2 separate regions of the Gossypium hirsutum genome follow, and region 2 is linked to region 1. Evidence: chromatin contacts called from public Hi-C data. All regions are on one chromosome and are shown on one strand. Each heading gives the region's core, a stretch centred on a gene start, on an enhancer-like site or on the middle of the called end of the contact. The rest is flanking DNA. Distances are from core to core; before and after follow the strand shown.

What was found. A called contact is a pair of places that touch in the nucleus more often than the background predicts.
Region 2: a contact with region 1 is called in a Hi-C map of hypocotyl, with 2.5 times the contacts expected there. The contact joins the promoter of LOC107939100 here to the enhancer-like site in region 1. A contact is called at or near these places in 5 of 34 Hi-C or Micro-C datasets (hypocotyl and leaf).

The regions. Positions count from the first base shown.
Region 1 is chrA12:99,976,707-99,981,095 of Gossypium_hirsutum_v2.1, reverse strand. No RefSeq gene overlaps it. Among protein-coding and RNA genes, the nearest start is that of LOC107944703, 8.3 kb to the left of the region's middle. Within about 2 kb of position 2,690, at least 5 of the 9 cell types and tissues checked have an H3K27ac peak or open chromatin away from gene starts, as enhancers often do. A contact at or near this core is called in hypocotyl and leaf, where this site is marked.
Region 2 is chrA12:100,138,695-100,143,412 of Gossypium_hirsutum_v2.1, reverse strand. LOC107939100 (protection of telomeres protein 1b) reads right to left here and starts at 1,288. Exons shown (of 10, transcript XM_016872379.2): 1 at 1,104-1,288; 2 at 716-852. The coding sequence starts at 1,218. It overlaps LOC107939099 (SWI/SNF complex subunit SWI3A), which reads left to right and starts at 2,662. Exons shown (of 7, transcript XM_016872378.2): 1 at 2,662-2,822; 2 at 2,926-3,449; 3 at 3,857-4,351; 4 at 4,504-4,670. The coding sequence starts at 2,732.

The DNA of each region.
Region 1 (4,389 bases), core at 1,441-3,940:
GGGAGTTTATGGTTTTGGGATTGGGCTTGGATATTGGGCTAGGTTAATTTTAGGTTTTGGATTTAAGGATGGGTTAAATAGTTTAATGGGCCTGGGTATTTTGTAAACGGGCCAAAATTGGCCTACAACATACAGATTATCCTAAATCCTTATATTGTTTGATATTTAATTAAATGATCATGGATAAAGTTTGATTTGAAAAAAAAAACACTTTCATCATTAGGAAAGGATGCTACTGTCTTCAAAACATGCCAAAAAGGAATATGTTTATTTTACATTAATGATGAACAAGTAGTTATTTTAAACGGGTAATCTGGAAAAGTGATTTAAGATTTTTTGTATTGGGTTTTCAATCATATTGATGATAAAGCACGAAAAAATAATTATATATATATCTATATATATCCAAATAATCAAAGTTAATATGTTAATAGGAAAGTTTAGGGTTGGGAAATATCCTGTATAAATGAACCACTTTGTAGTTGCGATGATTTGAAGCAAAAACAAGTTCTGATTAGAGCAATGACCAAAATCACATGGGTTGCTTGATGTTTAATCATTTATCATTTGAGTTAACATTGCATGCTAAGTCATTTGGGGACATGAACGAAACATATGTTTCATATTTAATCACATTTTTATGTTACAACTTTTCAAATCTCCATCTGGAACATCGAAGCAAAACACATCCATCGTGGCAAATATGATGATCTATCCTTCTCAAAAAGGGGTCCTACTGTTTCAACGACCAACCCACATTCCATGAGCCACTGAAATTTTTCCTGTGTTTTCTTTCTGTATGAGTGTATCAAATTCCACCCAACCAAACGCCACCATTACTCCTTTTTTACTCCTCTCTTTACTAGAAGTTTCCCGGCAACTAATTTCCTTCTCAAGGCAGCACACTGTAATATAATATGCTTAAATGGTTTAAACGCCACGTGGCATATGACTTGTCTATTCTTTGACCCTCAACTCTTGACACCTGGCAAAAATACATGTCGCGCCTTTCGGCATGTTCAACATCACCAAACAATATCTAGTATCCTGACGTGTAATAGGAACCTCATTTGTGAGGTGTGAAATATAAATAAAATGATGATATTTTTTCGCAAAAAACTTGGTAATTGGTTACAAGTCATTACAAATAATATGAAAGAATCTGTAAACCCTAATATGTGTGAGGGATTAGGGTTTGGTGGATGTGTTTGGTTTTTAACATTTTCTACTAAATATAAGTATGGGTTGGGATGATCTGAGCCAGGAGAAGAAAAATAAAAAACCCTGGAAAACCATTCGAGTAGAACTTAATCTTATGCTTTGAGCTATCAAAGGCAATGGGCCTGAGTTTTTGAGCTAAAGAGACCCACTAGAAGGCTAGAAGCCATTCATATAATCTTCTTCGGTCCCATTCAAATAGAGCTTCCCAAAAACAGAAGTGGGGTTGAAACCTTAATGGCAAACATCACTCCATACGATTAAACGTCACAACAGATAATTTTTGTGGTGGTTGATTTCAGGATTTAAAGTGCCCCTCCATTCATATCTCTTTTCTTGTCAATCAACCAACTTTTCTTCTTTTAATCTTTTTTCCAATCTTTTTATCTATAATCTGTTCAAAGATCAAATTATATTTTTATCCATTCATATATGTTTGAGACGTTGATAAATGGAAATGATTGATTAATGAGTAAAGATGGGATCGGCAAAGTTGTATAGTTGGATCGATGTGTGATCCACAATAAGGGGCTGAGTGATTCCATTATTTCCCTCCTTGAATCCGGAACATGGCCAAAAATATAGAACCGGTCCAATGGAAAGTTGAAGCTTTCCAACTTTTGAAAATGCCAGAAAACAAGTTCATATTGGATAACAATAACTTCCAAAACATATGCAAAGAAGTTTCAATCCTTTTCAAGAACAAATCGACAATCGCGAGGCATCCAACCATATGTCTGTAATGAAATTATCGTAAAAAATACAACGAAAGTGGACATCTGGTGTTTCTTTTTTGTCACAGTTCATTCCTTTGTCTGATATTAAAACAGGAGTATGGGATTTGGGACATGCAGGAGAAAGATCAAACACAGCCACATGAAATTAATCCAAAATTCATAGAGAAGGGTTTTGGTTGATGATAATGGACGTACTAATCATATGATGTAAAGGAGGCTCAAGTGACCATCGTTGTCTGTGAAAAGCATGACACATGATGGTAAAATTATTTGATTGGCCATGCATGTGATGATGTTTTGGTGGTGCCCACTTTGGTAGGAAATAGAATCTTACTGGTACAGCAATACCAGATTCGATGATTTTGGTTGAAATAAGGGGTGTTCATCCGATATCTCTATCTGAGTATAAAGATATGACTTCGAATATATTGACTACCAACATTATCTTATATGTATGGTCCAACCATGAATAAAAGTATTATTATTATTAACTAGACCTTAACAACCCCAGGGTGAAATCAATTATTTCGAGCTCAAAGACATATGATTATTCAATGGGATTATGATAAATTATGATTTCACAAAAAAGAAAAAGGAAAAAAAGCAGGAGCAAGAGGTCTAAACATAACGTATACATGACAGATCAAGACCAAAGTTTGGAATGTAGATGGTGGCCTGCAGGTAAGGACGGCCTAAAAGGAGCTGATCCACGGGTTTCCACCCGGTCACTAGCCCAAGACAACCCATATAACCAAGGGACCCATTTGCATTTGCAAAATAATATTGGCCCAGAGTGAACCAAGTCAGAGTAGATCGGAATTGAACTTTGAACCCATGTCAATTAACCGTTTGAAAAAGTTTTAATTACTGTTTCAATCAAGTATTAATAGAAAGATAAGTGATATTTAATTTCGTTAATATTATTATATTGTAATTAAAATATATGAAAATAATTTATTGTAACTCATATTAATATATGTTTGCAAAATTAATAAAAGCAGTTGATTTTATCATATAAAGTAAATATATTATATGATATAAATATAAATTTAATAATTAAATAAATTAAATATTAAATTTTTTATTATATAATTTTTAATGAACAAAATATTATTAGCGTAAATATATTTTAAATTATTATTTAATATAAAATAATTTAAATATTTTTATTATTTAATATAAATATAATTTTAATTATTTTTTTGAAAGGAAAAGATATTATATTGGTCAAAGTGCGATTACAATAACATGTAGTATAATTAGAGGTGAGCATTCGATCGAATCGAATTGAAAATTTTTGAGTTAGTCGAATTTTTGAATCTTATTTTATCATCTTAACTTAATTTGAAGTTTTCTCGAATCGAGTCGAGTGAGATGGAATTAGAATCGAATCGAATATATTTGTTCGAGTTAAATTTTAAAAAAAAATGATTTTAGTGTTGTTTATTTTTATGTAATTTTTCAAAAAAATATTTTTTCATACAACAAAAAATTGAAGTAAATAAGTGAATAAATAAGTGAGTAAATAACTAAAAAATAATTAAGAAGAAGGAATGAGGGTTTATTTTAGGGTTTTTTGAGAAAAATAAATTTTAAGAAATGGAGAGAAGAAGAAAAATAATTTGGGGTTTGGAATTTGCTGGGGGTTTGATTTGGGGGAGGAATTGGGATTTGGGAAAATAAATCTTTGGAACTTGGGCAGACGGCTTGGGGAAATGGAAAATATAAAATGTTTGGGATAAGGGGAAATTGGGTTTAAGTAAAAGCCTAAAATTTAAAAAATATAGTTTATATTCGGTTTATTCGAATTTTTTTAGTTATTCGAATTCGAAAATTCAACTCGACTCGAACTCGAACTCGAAATTCGAAAAAAAATCAAGTTGATTCGATTAACTCGATTAATTCGATTAACTCGATTCGAATAATTCGAAATTCAAATTTTTTTTTGATTTTTTTGAATCGAATCGAATTTTGCTCACCCCTAAGTATAACACAGAACAAACTGGCAAGACGAGTCCAAAAAAACAAAAAAAAAATCAAGGCAAAGCTTAAAATCATCTGGTAAGTACTCGAATTAGAAAGACGTAAAACAAAACAAGGGAGCTTCCAAGCATTCTCTTCAATTGCAAATTGATGCTCAAAGCAACATTATGGATTTCTAAATATAAGAAGGGAATCCACTGTAACACCCCTAACCCGTTTCCGTTGTCGAAAAAAGGTTACAGAGTATTACTTAAAAATACAAAACATTTACAGATCAAACATATAATTTACTATTCTTTTTCCGAGATTTAGTATAATGTCTTTTAATTGGACCCTCTAGGCTTAATACAAGAATTAAAATCGAATCGGAACTAATTTGAAACCTCATAAAATTTTTCACAAAATTCACAAAATTTCAATATGAACAGTACTACACATGCCCATGTGGTCA
Region 2 (4,718 bases), core at 39-2,538, 160 kb before region 1:
AGTTATTGATGAGTCATCCATGAAACTATTGTTTTAAGTGATCTAAGTTATATGCGGTGCTCTTTCTTTTTCTGTCAGTTATCTCATTTTTAGCTAATCTTTTCTTTTTCCTTCCTTCTTGCGTGAACTAATAGTCCAATATATAAGCAACAGAGTTTCTTCTTCCATGGTTGCATACTTCCCCCATTCTAAAACCTAGCTGACTTCACAAATTGTTAAAACATTAGTGGCTAGATTCTTCTCAACTAGTCTTCCATTCTCAATCACTTTATAATTGCAATCCCCTAAATCCCCAGAAAAAAAAAGTTTTAAATCATTTTATATCATAAGCAGCAAAATGCAGATTGAATTCATAACAGATTTCAGAAAAGAATGTCAGTGCTCAAACTCCTAGAATCCTTAGTATTATACATCCATTCATGCTTAAAGCCACACTGTGTATATCATATGTGAAATTAGTTGAGAAATACACATTAGAACTATTCCAAATAACTAACTTGCTGTGAAAGCCCATACAAATTCAATTACAAGGTAATAAAGATGAATTATCGTGAGTGTTAGCACTTGTCCGCTCACTTCTTCCTAATCTTCTTTCACTTGTTTAACTGAATTTATAATTTTTCAAAAAAGAAATTAAAGATGAAACATGAACTGACCAAACACAAGTAATTTTAAGGAGGACAAGAAATGACACTTTGGAATTATCAGAGTATACCGTGACACGTGAAAGTTGAATAATATCTCCAACAGATGCAACAAGAGGAAGACCGTCGATTTCTTGAGCAAATACATGCACAGGAACCCAGAACTCGGAATGTGACTCGTCAATTACTTTTAGCTTACAAAAATAATCTGCAAACGAAACAGGAATTCTGGCTAAGCAAAAAAAGTTCAGAACGATCAGAAATACGATCAAGAAGATTAGAAACAAGAAAAAGAAAAAAGAAAGAATTCAAGTTCCGCATCTATATAACTTTCATAAAGAAATAGTGAGGTACTCGGACGAGTATGGAAGCAACGAGGTGAGTACAAAGAGTTATCATATTAGAACAGAAGGTAGGAAACAAGAGAGCAAAAAGGAGGAAAGAAAAGGTGGTGGGTACCGGTGCCTTTGGTTCGCTGGGGCAGAGTGAAGTCAAGAATGACGGAAAATAGGTTAACTTTCTGGTTAATGCAAGTAATGGCGTCCTTTAGCATAAGAAACTGGTAATCACCCATGTCTCCAATCCCTCTCTGAATTTCTGCTGCTATTTGACAAATGGTTTAAGGAAGGCGGGGTTGTGTATTTGTGTTGAGAGTGAAGAGGCAGCATGAGTGATGGGCCAACTACCACATTAATTGTTGGGTCTGGCAGGAAATGGGGGAGCATTTATTAGTCCTGATTTAGGGCTTAAATTAAAATGAAGGAAGCTGAGGGTTTGGGCCTTCGAGCATGTTGTCTCTTTTTGTTGAGCCTTTCCCCTTCCTGTTATTGGTCCACTCTAGCAACTTGTATTGGGTTTGTGAAAAGGCTTAATTAATTGAATATAAGTGTACAAAAAATTTGTAATATAGACCATTCATTTATTATTATTAAATTTAATTTTTCGGGTATAAATTTAATTTTTTATTAGATTCGAAACATTTAACTGAAAATCATATCAAGATTGACTTAAATTAAGAATATATCAAATCAAAATCGATCAACAATAACTGTTGTTTCGTTCTGTTATCATCTCTAATTGACACATGTACATTTTTTTCTTTCTCTTTTTTTTATTATTATTAAATCAAATTTGACTCTTTTATTGTTTTATATTATATAAAAGATCAAATTTCAATTTAATCATTATATTATACTAAAATTTAAGATCTAATTTTTATATATAGTTTTTTTACATAAGTTGTTACCTTAACATTTATAATGTTATTAGTTAATTTAAATATATTATTCTAATTAAAATGTTGACATGATTTTTAAGAATTGTTAACACTATTGAAATTCTCTAAGCCTTCTTTGACATGTTATATGATTTTTTTATTTACCTTATTAACATAATGGTTGAATTTCAATTCTAATTCTTTTATTATTTTAATTATATAAAAATGGTCAAATTTTAATTTCAGTCATTATACTACATACGAATTTGAGATTTAATTTAACTTTAAATTTAACATAATTTAGTACTTTAACATATATAAATTTCACTAGGTAATCTAAATTATTTATTTGATTAAAATACTGAATTGAATTTTATGAATTGCTAATACCATTGAATTTCTTTATTAAATTTATTAAAATATCACTTTTTGAAATATGATTATTAAGTAAATTTTTTTATTTTAATTTTAGAATGTGACACTAATAATTTAAAAATATATATTAATAATTGAAGTTCAATTTTTAAATTTAAAAATTGTTAAGATTAGATAAAAATATATATTATTAAAAATTGAATTTTTAAAATTTTTAGACTAATAATTTTAAAGTTGTTTGATTGTTTGTGATATTTCTCCAAGTAATTCAATTCAACCAAATTGATTTTTGAATTTGAAAAATTTTCATTTAAATTCAATTACTATCACGCACTGGACAAGCGAGATTACGATTGGTCGGTGACATTAAAGAGTGGAACCGGTTGTTGTAATAGAAAAACCCATTCGCATTAAAAGTGATTAACAGAGTAAATCCTGAATCGGACCCAAAAAAACCGAGAGAATCCAAATTCCAAACCTCACCAACGACCCGGGAATGGAGAACAAGCCTAGACATGACCCGAACCCGGATTCAAATCGACCCGAAGAACCAGAGCTCGACCTCTACACCATACCGAGCTACTCCAGTAAGTTCCTCCTTTCTAATTGATTAATCAATATTCCCCTTCTCCAAAACCCTAACGAAAAATCTCATTTCTTTCTTCTTCTTCTTCTTCTTCTTCTTCTTAGGTTGGTTTGCTTGGAACGATATTCACGAAACAGAAAGGCAAGCATTGAAAGAATTCTTCGAAGGCAGCTCAATCTCAAGAACCCCTAAAATCTACAAGGAGTACAGGGATTTCATCATCAACAAATACAGGGAAGACCCTTCTCGCCGCCTCACTTTCACCGAAATCCGCAAATCCCTCATCGGAGACGTCACTTTACTCCACAAGGTCTTCCGCTTCTTGGAAACCTGGGGTTTGATCAACTTCCTCGCCCCGCCTCCACCCCACGAAGGTTCCGAGAACGATGATAGGGTTCGGGTCGAAAACGGGGCCCCGAATGGAGTCCGGGTCGTCGCTACTCCTAATTCGTTGCGGCCGCTTTCGGCGCCGGTCGTTAAGGGTAAGAACAGTGGTGATGGGGTTGAAGAGAGTGGAGTCAAGTTGCCTCCCCTGGCTTCATATTCTGATGTTTTTGGTGATTTGAAGAGACTACATTGTGGTAGTTGTGGAGATAATTGTGATTCTGGGTACTATGAATATAAAAAGGTAATTCATTTTTTAAAATTTGAAAGATTCTTTTTGCGTTTAAATTTTGTGTGGAATTGTTTTTTTTATCTGTGAATTATCCCAATGAACAATGGTTTGCTTATAGATAATTTGTGCTTAGCATTTAATATGACGTTTCTCCAAGTAACTGGTTTTATAGGTGTAATCATACGTTTCTTCTTCCAGACTTAAAGTCTTTTGTATTAGCTTTTTATTTGTTAGATTCTTATCAAATTCATGTTTGATTTGGGACGCTGTAGCTTGGTTATTTGGGTGCCAATTTGTCTGGATATATATATATATGTATTCTGTGTTCGTTGTTGTAATTACCTGCACAAAGCTGAAGGCATGTAGTCGACTTGATTGTGTTGTGAAGTTGAGTGATATTTGTTTTAATGCATCTGCAGGATAATTTCATAGTTTGCGATAAATGCTTCAAAAATGGAAATTATGGCGAGGATAAGTCTATGGATGATTTCGAGTTGAAAGATTGCCATGAGAAGAGTGCTGCCAATGGTACTGTGTGGACCGAAGCGGAAACTCTTCTTCTTTTGGATTCTGTTCTGAAACATGGGGATGACTGGGATCTTGTTTCTCAAAATGTTCAAACCAAGTCTAAACTTGATTGTATTACGAAGCTCATTGAGCTGCCTTTTGGGGAGTCTTTGATAGATTCTGCCAAGGGAAGGGGCAATTCCAGCGGTACAAGTATGAGCATGAATGGCATAAAACCAGTTGTTGTTCCTTCATCTGAGGATCAAGAGAATATTATAAACGAGGATCAAGGTTATGATGGTGCAAATGAGAACAAAAAGAATGGGGATTCTGAGAATCAAGAGCCTCCTTTGAAGAAAAAACGCACTGCTTCCACTTCAGATGCTGATAGTTCTCTCATGAAGCAGGTAAAATTGTACCAGGTTATGTTACTTATACATGATGCCTCCATTTTATCCAAATTTATGCTTTTCTCATATATTATAAGTTTATTGCATATATAAAGACAAGCATTCTTTAAAGATTTTGGTTATACATTAATTGATTGTGTTTACTACAGATTGCTCGCATCTCTACCATGGTTGGGCCTCAAATCACTGCTGCTGCAGCTGAAGCTGCAGCTGCGATGCTTTCTGATGAAATGTCTTGTTCGAGGGAAATTTTTTATGGTGATCATATTGATTTAACTAATGGGTCCCTATCTCCTTCAATTTATCAGCAAGAAAGGTTGTTTAAAAGTTAATACTGTTATTCTTATTTTTCTTTCCCTTTGCA